Regions from separate parts of the Sus scrofa genome. Here region 2 is linked to region 1. The links are chromatin contacts, called in public HiChIP or PLAC-seq maps. All regions are on one chromosome and are shown on one strand. Each heading gives the region's core, a stretch centred on a gene start, on an enhancer-like site or on the middle of the called end of the contact. The rest is flanking DNA. Distances are from core to core; before and after follow the strand shown.

What was found. HiChIP or PLAC-seq counts read pairs in DNA pulled down with a chosen protein or histone mark.
Region 2: a contact with region 1 is called in an H3K27ac HiChIP or PLAC-seq map of skeletal muscle. The contact joins two enhancer-like sites. A contact is called at or near these places in 2 of 47 Hi-C or Micro-C datasets (both in skeletal muscle) and 1 of 2 datasets of contacts at active chromatin or transcription factors (skeletal muscle).

What each region holds. Positions count from the first base shown.
Region 1 is chr10:10,881,480-10,887,618 of Sscrofa11.1, forward strand. The region is part of intron 2 of DUSP10 (dual specificity protein phosphatase 10); the gene reads right to left. Among named protein-coding and RNA genes, the nearest start is that of DUSP10, 21 kb to the right of the region's middle. Within about 2 kb of position 2,767, at least 9 of the 83 cell types and tissues checked have an H3K27ac peak or open chromatin away from gene starts, as enhancers often do. A contact at or near this core is called in skeletal muscle, where this site is marked.
Region 2 is chr10:11,117,620-11,123,758 of Sscrofa11.1, forward strand. All of the region lies in intron 5 of LOC110255736, which reads right to left. Among named protein-coding and RNA genes, the nearest start is that of TRNAT-UGU, 190 kb to the right of the region's middle. Within about 2 kb of position 2,577, at least 19 of the 83 cell types and tissues checked have an H3K27ac peak or open chromatin away from gene starts, as enhancers often do. A contact at or near this core is called in skeletal muscle, where this site is marked.

The sequences.
Region 1 (6,139 bases), core at 1,517-4,016:
GGCACTCACTCTCTCTGCGCAGACCTCCTGGGTCCCCGGGAGAAAGACCCACACTCAGCTCCCCTCTGGGTTTTCTTAACAGACACACCAGCTATGTTAACACGTTTCACTTTTGAAAACCCTTTGAGTTCCTGTTGTGGCTCAGCGGGTTAAGACCCCAACTAGTAGCCATAAGGATGCCAGTTTGATCCCTGGCCCCACTCAGTGGGTTAAGGATCCAGTGTTGCCACAAGCTGTGGCTCGGATCCCGCACTGTTGTGGTGGCGGCCACAGCGCAACTGGACCCTAGCCTGGGAACTTCTATATGCTGCAGACGTAGCCATGAAAAAAAAAATAAATAAAAAATAATAGCTTTTTATCTGAGAGTAAGCCTCCCAGACCTTCAGAGACTTGAGTGATAGGCTGAAAATGCCCCTTTCTTCTCCCTCCACCCCCGTCAGGGTCCACTGGGAGGAGATGGATGGTAAACATATAAACACACAAATAAAAAGGTAATGATTAATGACGATAAAGGCCGTGAGATGCCCTTCGGTGCCTGGGTGCCATGAGGGGGGACTGATTCGATTGGGGTTCGGAGAAAAAAAGCTCTCTGGGCATGGGAGGGAGGGAGGTTTGGAGAAGTGGTGGAAGAGGGGGCCCCCGAGGACAGGCGAGGCAGAAAGAGCCACAGCAGGGCAAAGTGGGGACACCACTGAGATTGGGATGGCTCAAAGGGACAGTGACAGTGCGGAGGCAGAATGAGCGGAAGACGGGGCCCAGAGGAGGAAAGGAAACTGCAGAGGGTCTCTTAGGCCATTTAGCAGCTGGGTTTTACTCTAAATTCAGTGGGACGCTCCTGCATGGGCAGGAGCCTATAACACTTGATCGATATGAGTTTGAAAAGCATAAGGAGAGGAGTTCCTATCGTGACTCAGCAGTAATGAAGCATACTAGTATCCATGAGGATGCGGGTTTGATCCCTGGCCTCGCTCACTGGGTTAATGATCCTGCCTTGCTGCAAGCTGTGGTTTACGTCACAGACGTGGCTCAGATCGGGTGTTGCTGTGGCTGTGCTATAGGCTGGCAGTTGCAGCTCTGATTGGACCCCTAGCATTGGAACTTCCATATGCTGCAGGTGTGGCCCTAAAAAGACAAAAAAATAATAAAATAAAATAAGGAGAGAACGAGAGAGCCAGAAAAAAGTTACTTTATCAGAGGGTGTGATTTACCTATATTCCCCAACCTGGATGAAATTCATACCCTTTCTTGTGCAGAATTCATGTTTTGCACCTGCTATGGGACTGAATTCACATGCTGAAACCCTAACCCCTAAGGTATTTGGGGATGGGGGCCTTTGGAAGATGATTAGGTTTAATGAGGTCAGCAGGGTGGGGTCCTCACACTGAGGGTTAGTGCCCTCATAGGATGAGACACGGGAGAGCTTGGTCTCTCTCTCCCCGTCTCCTACTAAGCAAGAAGGTGGCCATCTGCAAGCCTGGAAGAGCACACCAGAACCTGTGCACCCAGCACGGTGACCTTGGACTTCCAGCCTCCAGAACACTGCGAAAATAAATGTTTGCTCTTGAAGCCACCCAGATCATGGTGGTTTGTTACAGCAGCCCCAACATACAAACAGGGAACCACTTTTAATACCCAGGCTAGCTTACTTGGTAGAAATACAAATTATAATTCTTACATTTGAAGAACCACACCAAACCTGTGGACTGCCTGAGAATCTGACCCTTGGGAGCCAACCCAACCTGATACCATGTCTGAAAGTCAAGCCAGAAATGGACCCGAGGTCAAGATGTGTTGGTGCCTAAAGGATGGGCATGCTCATAAGGGGCAAGCCCACAGAATCTTCCCAAACCTTCGTTTCACGAGCCAGCTGCAAGCCCAGGAGCCCCCTTCGTCCCAAAGACACAGGCCTCTTCATCAGTTACACCCTCCCTGCAGCATCTCCCTGGGGGGAAGAACAGCTTAGCTAGAGAATGTCTGGGTTTGGGGGCAGCCACTCAATACCATGTTAGGGTTGCAGCTCCTGTCTTCACCAAAAAGCTCAATACCAGGCAATCCATCAAGGAGGATTAAGGGAGGGGAGAAGAATCCATGAGATCATACTGGAAGGCTGGAGAGGGGAGCCTTTACCAGGAGAGTGCCATAAAACATGAAGCCATATGCCCCCCAAGGGCTCAAGCCAAGCTCTGCATGACTGTTTAATTCCGTGAAGAGAGGGAGAACATTCTTTGCTTTGCGGTGCCGGAGTTTAAATAGTGAAGCATTTTGCTAAACCAACAAACAGAGGAAAGCCAGGAAAGCCAGTCACTAAACAGGCCCCCTGAACAAAAGGAACACTCTTGCCTAATCATCCACCTCCCCCAAGGACCGACATTTATCTTAGACCCCAAATTAAACACATCACAACTTCACAGCAAAAGTATGTTTCCCAAGGGGATTTAAGTAGAGTCCAATTAAATAAATCTCTAGAAATATCAAGAGCAAGCCTCAAGAGAGAGCATATTTCTACCGTGAAACATTCCCATTGGAAATTACGTGCACAGAGGTCATCTGGAAACATCCATGGCAGGAGGAGGGGAGGGAGGGCAGGAAGCAGGGCAGGGTTATGGAAGGGTAGCCCAGATGGTCCCTGTACTGCACTGGCGCAGGGAAGCTCCCAGCAAAAACGGCATGTGCCTCCCGCCCACTGTGAATGAAAGCCCCATGTCCAAACAAACAGCTTTCATGACGATGTGTTTTAGTATCATCTGGAGGTCAAAGGGCGGTAGCTTAGGGAATTCAGGAAGTGGCAGGGGACAGGATCAAGTGTCAACATCAAAATGTGGATTGTTTTCCTGAATCAGAGTTTTCTGTTCACAAAAGGCACAGCAACACCTCCTCAAGTCACCGAGCGGAATTCTGTATTTGGCAAGAACATTCAGCAAGTCTGAGCATCAAGACTACACGGCCAGAAAGAGCAGGCGTGAACACTGCCCCACATAGAGATTTACCTGTCCAGCCCAGCCCCACGGTCAGACCCTCGAGGGATGGCTGAGATTGGAAAGGCCAGCCTGAAGCCAGGGGAGGCCTCTGCGCGCTGACAGATACACGTTTGTATCAAGTGAAAAGCGATCAAGCGATCGTGTCCCCAGAAATGTACCACCTTCTGGGATGAAGGGGAAGAAAAATCCACCAAGAGGCCAGTCGGGCTTGGAGTAGGTAGGCTTGGATCATAGCTTGTCAATGTGGACTTGAGGCTAAGTGGCAGGCCAGCCAAGCAACGGGTCAGTTCAACCTGGGACATGCGGAACGGGAGAGGTGACCTGGGATGAACCCCACGTCTGGCACAGTCAGATCTCCCAGCCACATCCCCTGGAAGCTATGCCTAACGTTGCTCAGGGGGCTGGAAGTCCTGACAGCAAGGACTCTGGGGACATAGCCCTACGGCCTGCACCGAGGTCCTACTGGGGACTGGTTTTGTGACCTCTCTTGCCACTTCTAGAAAATCAGGGGTTTGGATCTTCTGTGAATTTCTCCAGCTCCAGCAGGATGTGAATAAATTGTATATTGATGGACAGTGGAGAAGAAGAGCCCCTGTCCTAGGCCATGAGAGGCCAGGACCTGCCTCCCACCTCAGGGCCTTTGCACATGCTGTTCCCTTTTCGTGCAACCCCCTTCCCTACATCTTCACTAGGTGATTCAGACCTCAGCTCAAACAGGGTCCTCTCAGGAGGCTCTTCCGCAGTGTCCAAGGATAGCGACCCTGCTACTGCTCTTTAATTAATAGTGTGAAATTTTAGTTTCACGATCACTTATCAAAAACCACTTGTTACCTCCTTCATTTGTTTAGTGTTATTGTTAACATATGGACCCCAAGAAAGCCAGGCGATTCTCCGTCTTGGAGGAAGCGCAGCATCACTGCCCTGGGGCTCGGCTGGCCTCCGCCCCTTCCAGCCCGCTGATCTCGGCCACGTCCTCGCCTCCTGCACCCTAGCTTCCTCATGTGCAAAATAGGGCCAATAGCAGTACCAAGAGGCGCCCAGAGTCACTGCCAGGACTTAATAAGTTATGAACAGAACAGTTATGAACAGAAATGATAAGTAGTCACCACTCAGCACCTAGAGCTAGGCCTGGCTCGTACAGCAGGCACTCGATAAATGTTTCAAGGTTAAATCAACTTGGGAAGGACGTGACAAAGGGCCACCAGTCAGGTGTAAAGTATGTATTGTGTGTCGCTCAGCATAAGCCTAGGAATTTGGAAGTGTTAAAAAAATTGTTTAAATATATATAGTCTCTGAAGATAAATCTAATGGGAGAGGAGTTCCTGTTGTGGCTCAGCAGTAAGGAACCTGACGAGTATCTACAAGGATGCAGGTTCGAGCCCTGGCCTCACTCCGTGCGTTCAGGATGCAGCATTGCCACGAGCTGCAGCATAGTTTGCAGATGCAGCTCTGATCTGGTGTTGCTGTGGCTGCAGTAAACGTGGGCAGCTGCAGCTCTGATTCAGACCCTGGCCTGAGAACTTCTATATGCTGTGGGTGTGGCCCTAAAAAGAAAAAAAAAAAATCTAATGAGAGAAAAGGGTTGAAAGATCATTAAAGGAAACTTAACCAAAAACACCTGAAAGGATGTCATTCTGCTGTGACTCATGCAGGGCAGGTGCAGGGCCTGCCAGGAGAGTTTAGCAGGAAGGCTCCGAAATCTTGTCACTGCTGAGGCTGGAAAGGCTCATGGAGAAGAGGCAGCCTGCAGGAGTGACAGGCTTAAATGTGACAAACAGCCATGCCCGGCAGCGAGACCTGGGGTCCAAAACAATTCACACGTGGGGACCTTAACCCTTTCTCCACCTCCACGCCTCCTTCTAAGACACCCTATGTAAGAAGGGATGGAGAGACCCACGAAGGAGAAGAGGATGCTCAAGAGGGAGCACGAGCCTGAGGGAGTCAGGGAACAGGAGGAGGGACCCCCCTTGCCCTCAGGTGTCCATTTCTATACACATTTATTAAGCACCAAATCGGGCTGAGGGCACAGTACTGAGGGTACTGCCCCGGCCAGCTGGCCCGCCCTGGAACACGGCGAGACAGCTGATGGATGATTCCAGCAGCATGTTCACCTCCCCTGGATGAAGGCGTGGAAGGCAGGGCCTAAACTCAGGAATTCTGGGTTCCTCACTCACTAACTCTTAAGTACCCTAAGTTACTTAACTCTGAGACCATTTGAAAACACAATCATAAGGGAGTTTCCTTTGTGGCTCAGTGGTGACAAACCTAGCCAGTATCCTTGAGGACACAGGTTTGATCCCTGGCCTCGCTCAGTGGGTCGGGAATCTGGTGTTGCCATGAGCTGTGGTGAAGGTCGCAGATGCGGCTCAGATCTGGCGTTGCTGTGGCTGTGGTGTAGGCCAGCAGCTGCAGCTCCAATTTGACCCCAAGCCTGGGAATGTCCACATGCTGCAGGTGCAGCCCTAAACAGACCAAAGAGAAAAAGAAAAGAAAGAAACTGAGCAGTTCTGCAGAGCAAGCCTGGCAGAGCAGCGGTACACAAAGTGCCCAGAGCCAGCCCAGCTGGGTAGAAATCAAGCCATGGCAAGCGTTTCGAGCGTCTTCTCTGATTCCAGGACACTTTGCATCTCATTCCCGGTTTTCACTGGTAAAGGCATTTCCCCTGCATGAACTACACAGCTCAAGCTGGTCTTTTCTTAGAAACGTGTCTTCCAAGCATCCCAAGCAGGAGTCCACTTTCTAGGAGCTGGTGACCTAAGAGGGCCTGACGGGAACAGAGCCAGACTGAGCCTGAATGGAAGGGTGATGGTTAGCGGGGCCACAGGGAAGACAGAGTGTCTATTTTAATCAGGAAGGAGAAACCAAATCGAAAAACAAAAACAAAACACACATGGGATCATGGTTTAAAAATCCAAACTAAAGCTCCCAAAGAGAAAGACAATTGGAGTTCTTGCTGTGGCTCAGCGGGCAAAGAACCCAACTATTATCCAGAAGGATGTGGGTTGGATCCCTGGCCTCGCTCAATGGGTTAAGGATCCAGTGTGGCCGTGAGCTATGGCGTAGGTCGCAGATGCGCCTCAGATCCCGAGTTGCTGTGGCTGTGGTGTAGAACAGCAGCTGCAGCTCTGATTGGACCCCTAGCCTGGGTACCTCCATACGCC
Region 2 (6,139 bases), core at 1,327-3,826, 240 kb after region 1:
GGTAAGTGAGCAAAGAAGTGCATAAACAAATGAGGCATCGGAAATGCTAAGTGCTGTAAAGTGCAGCAGGTCAAGGTTGGTGGGGGGGGTCAGGGATGCCTCTGAGGGGACTGCGGAGTGGAATCTGAGGAGTGCGCCCCTCTGATTTGGGGGGTGGACGATCCAGGTGGAGGGAGCAGAAGGGCCATTTGCTAGAAGGAACTGAGCTGGGCAAGACAAAGAACTGCACAGAGAGCCCAAGGCAGGGCAGAGGGTGGGGGCCTGATGGCAGGGAAGGAGCGGGCACGGGTCCAGGTGAAGAGTAAGATTGGTTCTTCCAACCAGAGGATTCCCGTGGGTGACGCAGGAGGTGGCCCAAGTCTGACTCATTTTTAACAGCATGACTTTAGCTGTTGCACAGAAAATTCACCGTAGAGAAATGAGCATGGAAGCAGAAAACCGGTCAGGAGACCTTGTGAGGGTGACAGTGGCGTGGCTGTGCGCAAAGGCCGTGGAGGTGACACACTCAGATGTGGCTGGTCTCGGTTCGAAGGAAAGCATAGGTTGCCTTGCAGAAAGCCTCCAGGCAGCCGTGCCCACCTGTGTTCCTGGAACCTAGGGCTCCTGAGAAGGTGGCGGGCCGGGAGTTTAGCATCTCCAGCGCCCCCTGCTGGTCGCTGCCGCAAACGCGTAGCTTTACCAGGTTGGCACAGGGGGTTCCGTGTGGCCCCCCACCTAAGAGGTCTGACACCCAGAGCTGGTCACCTGCATCTACCCCTCCACGACGTCACTTACATTAGCCAACATGAAGAAAAAGAATACCAATAATGACCAGAAGAATACCAATAATGACCAGAAGAATGCCAGTAATGACCAGTGCAAATTTGCATTCACTAAATCTCATAGGCGTATATAATCATAACATGAAACCCCCAAATCAAAGATAGGGGAAAAAACAAGTGATGGCACAAAAAGGGAGAAAAAGCAGAACTCTTTATTTAATAACTTTATAGTTACCTGGCAGCTTTGAAATGTGGTTCTTTGGTTATAGCATTATAATATTATACTACTAAGTATAATATTAACTACTAAGCAAATTGTAATAAAACTGAAGTGTCCGGAAAGGGTACAATTTGTGCAATTATTAAATCGTACTGCTATTGTGTTGTTTCTTCCTTGATTTGATTTTCAGTTTTTAACTTGGTTTTTACTCTGGTTTTTCTGAAGAATAAACCAAGAAAATAAGTTACAACAGTGGTCCCACCACCATGATTAATTTTAGTAAAATGATTAACAGTTGTTTTAAAAATTAATAAGGTTATGGCATTCCCGTCGTGGCTCAGCTGTAACGAACCTGACTAGTATCCATGAGGACCCAGGTTTGATCCCAGGCCTCGCTCAGTGGTTAAAAATCCGGTGTTGCTGTGAGCTGTGGTGTAGGTGGCAGACACGGCTCAGATGTGGCGTTGTTGTGGCTGTGGTGTAGGCTGGCAGCTGCGGCTCTGATTCGACCCCCAGACTGGGAACTTCCATATGCCACAGATGTGGCCCTACAAAGAAAAAAAAAAAAAAAAAAAAAAAGAAGAAAAAGAAAAAGTTGATGTATTCTGAAAACTCAGCAGCAACTGCAGTTTCTCAGAACTTAGACCAACAATTTTTTTTTTGTTTGTTTTGGTGAAGTCTGTTTTCGCTAACTGGTAAAAAGAAACAGGCAGACTTGCAGTTGGTTGCATGGGCGTTTTCCCTTTTCTAGAGACCGTGCATGTCCCCTTAGTGCCTGAAAGGAAGCTGGCAATCTCCCCCTGCGTGGTCAGCCCTGGACCTGCCTCCAGCTGCAGTGAGGCTGCCTTGCATCTCCCCAGGCCCAGTGTCAGGGGATCTGAGCCCCCAGTGAGGGCAGGAGGGAAGGAGCGGGACTTTGGCGGGTCAGAGAGACCTTGGTGGAAGGAAATGAGAGCGGAGGTCTCTCTTGTCCCCGCTCAGTAGGACAGGATGGTTCCTGTGAGCAGGGCACCTCAGATGGTCCTCTGGGGCCAGGCAATGACAGGAAGGGGGAGTCTGGCGTGGGGCAGGCCTGGGGAGATGCACCCAAAGGCAGGTGTGAAGTCAGCTGCAGCCAGGAGCAGCCCTGCGGGAGCACTGGCAGCAGAGACCGCCCCTCCCTCCCCTTTGGCCTGGAATCTCGCTTTTACTATTTTGCTTTTTTGAAGGAAAGCAAAAGGGAAGGAAGAGGAGGGATGGGAGGGAGCGAGAATGAACAAACGGGAGGAGGAAGGAAGCAAGAGGAGGAGGAGGAAGAGGGCAGAATGAGCAGAAAGGCCTGTAAAGGCTGCACCAGCTCCCGGCCGCCAGCTCTGACCGCTGCTGGCCTGGGTGCCCTCTCCTCTTCGAGGCAGTGTAACCAGTCCTCCAGGGGCGAAGGCTCCCTGGGTAGCAGAGAGGCGAGGGCGCATCCAGCACTGCTGATGCGCGGAGGCCCTTTGGGCGCTGCTGGCCTCTGGCTCCCGCTTGGGAAAAGGCAGACCCCCTTCCTCACCTAGGACAAGCTCCCCATCCACGGGCGGCTCGGCTTCTCTTCCTGCTCCCGCTTCGCAGCGCCAGCTGCACACGAGCTCACGCTGCGGCACAGCCGGCCAGCTAACAGGCCAAGTTCAAGGGGCCCCCGTGGGCCGCCAAGAGCAATTTCCCCCCTGTAACTGGAGCAGACAAGCTGCACGCAGCTCGTGTAATATTTTCACCAGATGCCGTATTGAAAGAAAGCTGCTCCATGGGGAAAACCCTCCAAAGACTTTTCTTTGTAAACAGACCTGATGATAAAGACATGCTAAGTCCTGGAGCCCAGAGGCTGTCAAGGGGTTTACACGATACCCATTGCTTCTTATCTCCCAGGCACCGCGGAGTTGAACATAAGCTAGAGCTAAGCGCTAAATTCATTAGACACATGTCAGCATCTGTCTGTCAGAAACCAGAAGCTTTCCCTGCCAGTTGGGCCACTCCCTGGTTTAGGGAAAGATTGAAAATTGTCCAGCATATTTTCTGAGGCTGTTAGAAAGGCCTGGGTTTCACGGGTTTGAGTTCTTTGCTTTTACCCGGCAGAAGTAAAGTGCAAAAGCCCAGATGTAGGTCATCTGAAACGTGTTTCAAAAAATAAATTCAGGAGTTCCTGTGGTGGCTCAGCAAGTTAAAAACCTGACCAGCATCTGAGGATGTGGGTTCGATCCCTGGCCTCCCTCAGTGGGTTCAGGATCCGGCGTTGCCGTGAGCTGTGGTGTAGGTCACAGATGCGGCTCAGATCCTGTGTTGCTGTGGCTATGGTGTAGGCCGGCAGCTGCAGCTCCAATTTGACCCCTAGCCTGGGAACCTCCATATGCCACAGATGTGGCCCTAAAAAGAAAAAGAAATTCACACACACGCACAAGAAAGACCGGGTGAATGAACACCGAAGTGTTTATGATGATGTTATCCGTAGACGGTGGGATAAAGGACCACTGATTTCCTTTTCGTGCAATTCTATTGCGTAACTCAGGTGGTCTATGACGAATATTTACTTACTTTGGTCACAAGAGGAAAGCAATCCACACAAACTCTGACAAAGGGAGCATACATGATGTATTAGTTTGCCAAGGTTGCGATGACAAAGTGCTTGTATTGGGTGACTTAAGAGCAGAAATGGGAGTTCCCATCGTGGCTCAGTGGTTAACGAATTCGATTAGGAACCATGAGGTTGCAGGTTTGATCCCTGGCCTTGCTCAGTGGGTTTAGGATCCGGTGTTGCCATGATCCTTTGCCGTGAGCTGTGGTGCAGGTTGCAGACGTGGCTCAGATCCCACATTGCTGTGGCTGTGGCGTAGGCCGGCGGCTACAGCTCCGATTCAACCCCTAGCCTGGGAACCTCCATAGGCCACAGGTGAGACCCTAAAAAGACAAAGGAAGAAAGAAACTCCCCAGAAGACAACCTGCTGTGAGCTGAGGTCAAAAGAATGACAAGCTCCCTGGGCAGGTGGCAGGCACATTGCAAATACCGGCACAGAGGCAGCAGTGCCTGGAACCAGCCGATGGAGAGGCTGCAGCCTGGCAATTAGGAAACAGCCAGGCTACCCGTGTCTAATGGGCATCTGAGCCAACCCAGGGCAGCCATCGCTGTGACCTCGATGTTCCTGAACGTTCCAACACTTTCTAACATGGAAAAGTATTGTTCCCCCTGCTCCCCCCCCCCCCCCCCCCGCCAGCAAGGACATGCAAGACAGAGGCAAAGTCCCTGGCATCAGACAGTGTTTTCAGCTAGGGTCATTGAGGCCCCAGCTGCGCTGTTCCAGACAGAAGCTCTTGCAGGCAAGTCAAAAGTTGCGTACCATTTATTTGCGTGGACACAGCAAAACTCTGCAATATGCCAGCCCCACTACCCTCTGGCTGAAAATTCACTGTTTCAGAAGGCAAGAGTTACAACACCATTAGAATGTGCAGTGCTTCATTATGTGGCGGTCATAATTTCCATGAAAATATTGAGAAACGGAAGCAAACATCCATTGGAATAGATTTTGCAATATGTGAGAACAAGGAAATACAATTAATTTTCAATCATTTGGTTGTCTCGCTCAGAGGAAATGAAAAAAAAATCATTAAATTTTTCCTAAGAAAACTCATGTGTTCTGGGGCCCAGAATTAATAGAAATGCTTGCAATAATTTTACCCAGGTTTCTAAGCCTGGACTCTGCAAACCCTTGTAATTACATGCGTGCGTATATATGCTTTGTTACGGAGAGAAACTGTATCTTTGATCAAAATCTGAAAGGGGTGCACCATGGATCTAGTGCTCAGAACCTTTAGTTTATGGGAAAACAATGACACATAATTCACAATAGAATAGTTGCGGAGTCTTGATCAGAGTGGGGTCTCTGCAGTCTTTCAATAGCATTACATTTTTAGGAAGAGTTTGGGGCCTCCGTGAAAGGTTACCCACACTTCCCTATCTGACACTGTCCAGTAAGAATCCGGATAAATCTGTCATTTGTGTGGGGACACAGAGGGGCCCAGGGAAAGCAGATCTGATTGACAGAAATGGGCAGAAACTTCCAACCAAATTATTCATTGTGTAAGCCTTTAGGTCTAATTTCTCAGTCTCTTAACATTTAGGGAATGCTTCAAAGAGGCTAGAAAATTGGCAGTGCAGCATTTGTCCTCATGGGCGTTTTTATTAAATTAAAAGCAGATACATAGTCCCACACCGAAATCAGCTAAAGAAAGCTGCTCTCTACTGCTTAGCTTTCTGTGAAAGACTGGCTTTGAATTACCTTGATCCATGTCGAATTGTCACACCTCCCTTCAGCATCCATCGCAGCTTCTAGGAAGCCTCAGACACAGAATCAAGCCCAAGTACCACACCAGCCCCCAAACCCAAAGCGATAGTAACAAATGATCCCAGATTCTTATGTTGTTGATCTCAGCCCTTGTCTAGAGCACATGGAGTCAAACTTGCTTTTCTTTCTTTATTCAATGACTGCACGTAAACCATCTTGGAAATTAGGTCAGGAGCTTAGGTCTTCCTTCACCCCGGCTAGCCTGCACCATTCCCAAATTCTCAGGGTAGGAAGGTCTCCCTGGCTGACTCTGAAAGATGCTTATCTCTAAATATGTGCATCACTACATCAGACTTTTGAAAACCTTTTACAGTAATCGTGAAAAAAAAAGCTACTAACATTCATTGCACGAACCTATATGTCCAAAAAAAAATATGCTGAATACATGCATGAACATTTCAGTTAATCCTAACAGCTTATGAAGAGGGGATTTTTTATTCCCATTTGACATGGGCGGAAACTAAAATTTAGAAAATCAAAGAGCATAAGCTTAACGAAGCAGACCTGGAATTTGAGCTGAACTTCAGAGGCACTTGTCTTTCCCACGTCACTGCCAACCAGTACAAAAAACATGAACGCCTAAGCTAGAAATTTTCCTCAGATGTGGTCCATGTCGGTAGTGGGTTTTTAATTGGAAGAAAAGAAAAACTTAGAGACATTATAACTTACTGGGATACAGAAGAATTTAACCATCAACCTCAGTAGAACTAAGTTTGTTACAAACCCACATTTAAAAGTCACTGTTCATTGAGCATTTACTAGGCACAGTAATAAAACCGTTGTGCAAGATATTTTTTGATTCA